2 separate regions of the Zea mays genome follow, and region 2 is linked to region 1. The links are chromatin contacts, called in public Hi-C maps. All regions are on one chromosome and are shown on one strand. Each heading gives the region's core, a stretch centred on a gene start, on an enhancer-like site or on the middle of the called end of the contact. The rest is flanking DNA. Distances are from core to core; before and after follow the strand shown. Region 1 holds the start of LOC100275070 (Adenine phosphoribosyltransferase 2). Region 2 has its middle 84 kb from the start of LOC100275070.

Region 1 (2,700 bases), core at 169-2,668:
TCCTCGCTAAACATATACTTGATCAGGGTGTCGCCACAGGCTGGGCACTAGATCGACAAAAGCAACAGCTGGGTACAGTGCAGAGTGTGGAGATGGGTTAAGAAGAAGAAGAAAAACAGAACATGCATGGTCATGGAATCTCTCACCTGGGAGCTTCCTTGGCTTGCGCAGAGGTATGAACTTAGCGCCAATAGCCAGCGCGATCGCCGGGCCGAACACGAAGCCCCTGGCCTCAATCCCTGGACAGGAATGTCCAAGTGAACCCAACAATTTATCAGAGCCAGCGCAAATCGCTCGATTTGTACGTCCCGCTTGTAAAGAAAAATAAAAAAAATGGAAATTCGGGAACACGGCCCGCGGAACGGAAGCGGACAGAGGATCCAGCGAGCCGCAGAGCAAAATCTCGGAAACAGTTACAGCGACAGCGACAGCGGAGCCGCGTGACATCAGGGCGCGCCACCCGCGGAAACCGACGACGGGTGTGTACCGCCGGCGTCCCCGGACCGCCCGATCCCGTGCGCCGGCCGCACGCAACCGTCCGATCACGCGGTCCCAAGGGGGGCCACGTACCGGACGAGGCGGAAAAGCCTGGAAAGTCGCGTCGGCCCAGGTCAGTCATGTGCCAACGGACCCGGGGCAGGTGCGGGCGCGCGCGACGACAAAAGCCCGGGGGAGCAAAAGGACCAGGGTGATCTCAGAGATTTTACGGAATCTCAGAACTCTGCCCACAGCTCAGCTAGTCAGCTCCCCCCGCGGCTGCACGCGCACGGCCGGGACGACAGCGACGTGCCGCTCCAGTCACCGCAAGGCTGCCTACTCGGCACTCGGCAGTCGGCACTCGGCAGAGAGAGGTGGGCGGGACGATACTAGGGGAGGTGTCCGTCGGGTTCTGCTGCTTACCGGCGACGGCGTCGATGCCCATCCCGCGGTACCGCTCGACGAACAGGTCGACGGCGTCCTTGAACACCCTGGGGCGCAGCAGCAGCGTGGTGATGTCGTTGAACATGATGCCTGACCGCAAGCCCCCCAACGGCGCACGCATGATGCATGCACACACACACATACACAAGAGCGCGCGAAGCAGAAAAAAAAAAGAACGGTCAGCGTTACTGGCAAGCGGCGGCGTGATCAATCGGAGAGCAGCGCGTGGATGGAGATTGGAGAGGAATGAAAGAATGAACACGAGGAGGCCAAGGGCAAGGGCATGCACGCACCTTGCTTGGGGAAGTGCGGCACGACGCGGATGGCGTCGGAAATGCCCTGCAGCCGGGGGTCGGCCGCGGCGGCGGGGGCTGCAGCCGGCTCGCGGCCGACCTCCTTGCCCACCGGCTTGGCGTTGGTGCCGGCCTCCGTCAGGCTGACGGCGTCGCAGCTGGCCTCCTCGCCCATCAATTAATTCCTCTTTCTCTCTCTCCCACGCTCGGCTGGCTCGCTTGCTCGGTCCAAAACAAGCTTCCTCCTACGCCTTTGTTGTTGCTTGCTAGACTGGTGACTGGTGAGTGGTGAGCGAGCTAGTATTGAAGCAAGTGCCGGGGCTCCCTCGTTGCGCGCTGTTTATAAAGAGGAGGGCAGGAGAGCAGTGATGGTACGGCACGGCAGCCCACACCACGCATATATAGAGCCTACTAGTAAGACACTATACGTGCATAGGCACACCATCTCTCTCTCTCAGTGTGTCTCAATGTGTGACACTATACTTGCACAGTCGTAGACACAGTACGTGACAATGTGAGTGAGTGATGGTGGGTATTCCTCTTCCTCTTTTGGTGAAAAGCTTCGCGCCCTAGACTAGACCCAGTATTTTGACGGGCAGCGCCTAGCCGTTTTCAGAGAGGAAAGGGAAAGAAAACGGGGTGCGTTAGACTGCTTTCAACGGTTCCCATCGACCTCCCTCTCCCCCTCCCCTACCCCTTAGCCGTTTAGGGCCTATTAGCTTAGGCCCTCCTCGGCCGGGATCACGGCCTAATCCCATGGAATACCACCTCCTGGAAACAATCCTGGTCCAAAAAAGAAAGGCGCTCGGTTAAGTCCCTTTTGTCCCCCGTCCTAGAACTGTGCCCGGTCGAGTTCATGATTTTTTTATTGCCCCTGGTCTAGAACAGCGCCCGGTCTCTTAGGGGTGGAACGGCACCCGCGCGACATAAGTCGTAAAGAGTAGGCGGCAACGACGGTGTATAGGTGCGACATTAACCGAATAAACTTTTTGAGGCAGGGATTAAACATAGAGGGATTAAACCCCCAAGAGGATTAAGTGAAAGGGAGGGATCCACTTAATCCCTCCATGAATTAGATCCACTTGGGGATTCAATCCCTTGTAAACGAACATGCCCTTAGGGGGTTCAAATCCCTACGACGGTGCCCCCTTTGAACTCCTCTACACGCTACAATTTAAGTGGAGGCTACAGGAAACAAACAGATGTGGGGGTGCGACAGTGAGCCCTCTGCCCTCGGTTTACGTGTGCGGCAGTGTTTTTTAGTTGGGAAAAATGATAATAGATGGTGAATATGTATGAAAAATGATATTTTATGATTATAGTGGGGTATAGGGGAATGATTTAGGGGGAACCGCTGTACAGGGTGGAGATATAGGGGAAGAGAGATAGCTGACGTGGCGGGAAAGTGAGGTATAGGGAGAGAAATTTAGAGGAGATGATTGAAGACATACTTAGTCGTCAAGAGCCATGCAGTAGGCGCTGCCGC
Region 2 (2,700 bases), core at 159-2,658, 84 kb before region 1:
ACATAAGAACAAACCGCATAATAATGTTCTACGTGTCGTAACTAGATCCTAGGTTCGAGAACCACTAAATTCGGAGTTACAGTTTAAGGGTTATGCTTTCTGAATATTTAGGTGTTAGTCATAAAACAAGATGAGTGTATGATTTTACTACTTGTGACATAAAAATAAATAATGTTACTAAATAATAAACAATATTATTATGAGTTTATTGCAACTGGAATGGCTCAATTTGGAGTTAGAATAATTAAGTTATGGTGTTATGAAGGTTTAGAAATAAAAAATCATTTCCTAAGTAATTCTAATAAGCTTGAGCTCTGTTTGGACTGCAGATGAGATTTTGAGGAAACCCAGGGGCTAATATTAGAAGATTCGGACCCAACCGTAATTAACTTTGCATAGGGCTGGACAATGGATCAATTCATAGAAAACGCAGGGGCTCTTAAAGAAAATATGCACGCTGAAGGGGTATCCTCGGATTTCATCCATCGGATCTTAGCCTAACGGCCTAGATTACCCCCATCCCACGGCGAACCGGTATAGAGACATAGCCGTTGGATCAGAGATCCATGACCCAGATCATAAAGTACCATGAATGATTCTTAATAGTCCGATCTAGATCGAGGGTCCGGATCCAATCTCACACGGGTTAGCCAAGGATCCGATCACAGCCGTACACTCTACATCCTACGGCTCAATTTCTCTACTGTAACGTTATCCAGGTAATCGAATCTCTGCCCTTCATTAAGGATCCAACGGTCCTTGGTCTTCTTCCCCATGGAAGCTTCGCACCCAGCCCACGACGCTGACCAGCGCCCACGGTGGCGCCCCTCGCCGGAGGTCGGTAAAACTGGCACAGATCGCCCTACCCATAAACACCCATGCGCACTACGGAAGATGGCGAGTACAGGAGATGGATTCTTATTGGAGTTGAGGGCGTGGAGCCACCCGACCACGCTAGGCCTAAATTTACGGCGGCGGTAGATCCACGGTGAGAAATTCCCATGGGTTTGAAGCTTCTCTCGACGAATTGAGGGCACGCAAAGCCTCCACACAAGCTCATGCATATCCCTGACTGCCCTGAGAAGCCCGAACGGCGCGACGAAGATCTCTCGCTACGGCACTCTACACCCGTCGCCCTCTCTCTGCTACAGGGTTTTCTGGAGGGTTTTGGTTTGATAGGACGAGGGGAAGCTCTGAGATACATATAGTCACAAGAAATCATATCCCAACAACTTCCAGGGCGAATCCAAACAAGTGCCCAAAGCTCTCGAGACACGAGAGCGCCGGCCAGATCCATTTGAGTCCGCGCGGGGAGGAAGGCGATCCTGACAATCCGGTCCCACATGTCAGCGACGCACATGAGCAGGCCGACCGAAAACCCTGGAATTGGGCCGGCGCGCGAGCCACACGGGAGGGGATCCGAGAGTGGGCCGGATGGGAAGATGGGCCGACTGGGGCAAGGAAACGGCTGGGCTAGGAATGGGGGGGGGGGGGGGGGGGGGGGGGGGGGGGGGGGTGGAGTTCGGCACGAGAAGGTAAGTTTCCCTTTTTATATTCTCCTAATTTCTATTTTCATTTTCTATTCCATTCGAATTTTATTTGGAAATTTCTATATTCACATAGGATTCAAATTTAGGATTTGCATCCAAATGCGATAGCAAACAATCCAGCATGTTATGCAAGCATAATTTTATTGCTATTTATTTGTTGTTTTATTTATGCAAATACTCCAAATATGCAACACACATATTTAAAAGAAAAGTTGTATTTGAAAGTGTAGTCATTTAAATAGTTATACATAATTCCAATATTTTTTATTTGTTTAGTTTAGGAAAAACTTAATTTTATAATCTTTATCATGGATGATTTTGGTTCAAATATATAAACATTTTTAAAGGGTGCGTTAATAATATAGTTATAAAAGGAAAGACAAATATATTAAAAGTCTTTTTTGTTTTGCCAAGTTTTAGTTTTTAAAGTTTTGGGTCTAAGTTTTGAATACCAATATCCTATTGTAATTATTCATTCCGTATACTTTACAAAGGAATAAAATCATTATTAGAAGTCATTTCGCCTCAAAACTTTTGGAGAATTCTTTAAATCACCAAAATAAGATTTTGGGTGTTACACAGCGACATGCGCAGCACCGTACCTTTGGCATCACAAGGATACGACAACAATAAGTCCTTGGTGCCTTCGAGTGTTACAACATAACCTACTGCGACCAACTCTTCCACAGGTCGCTCCATCAACATCAAGTGCCACCGCTCCCAGGGACTTGACCATATGCATCGAGATTGCCCCAGCAAACGAGCATACATTGCTACTGCTGACGGTGGGTATGTTAGTGCTTCTGATGTTAAAGATAAAGATACTATTGGAGCTAACATTGTAGGGACTGATGATGGTAATGAAGAGGTTCTTGGCACAACAGCGATAGAGACCTATAAGGCCTTGATTGTGCAGCGGGCTTCGAGCTCCACGGTAGGCGACGATGACAACAGACTCCACCACAACCTCTTCAATATGTTCCTCAATGTCAAGGACTACCGTGTACATACCATCATTGGCGGTGGTAGCTGCAGCAACTTGGTGAACGTTGAGGTGGTTAAGAAGCTTGGCTTGACCACACGAGGGCATCCACATACTTATCACATTCAATGGTTTAACAACAGCGGTAAATTCAAGGTAACACAAACA

Evidence for each region. Hi-C and Micro-C count contacts between places; a contact is called where the count stands out from the background.
Region 2: a Hi-C map of endosperm shows a contact between it and region 1, with 5 times the contacts expected there. The contact joins the enhancer-like site here to the promoter of LOC100275070 in region 1. A contact is called at or near these places in 3 of 25 Hi-C or Micro-C datasets (ear, endosperm and tassel).

What each region holds. Positions count from the first base shown.
Region 1 is chr4:143,088,363-143,091,062 of Zm-B73-REFERENCE-NAM-5.0, reverse strand. It overlaps LOC100275070 (Adenine phosphoribosyltransferase 2), which reads right to left and starts at 1,418. Exons shown (of 6, transcript NM_001317853.1): 1 at 1,215-1,418; 2 at 901-1,011; 3 at 147-239. The coding sequence starts at 1,389.
Region 2 is chr4:143,172,124-143,174,823 of Zm-B73-REFERENCE-NAM-5.0, reverse strand. No RefSeq gene overlaps it. Among protein-coding and RNA genes, the nearest start is that of LOC100275070, 84 kb to the right of the region's middle. Within about 2 kb of position 1,408, at least 20 of the 20 cell types and tissues checked have an H3K27ac peak or open chromatin away from gene starts, as enhancers often do. A contact at or near this core is called in ear, endosperm and tassel, where this site is marked.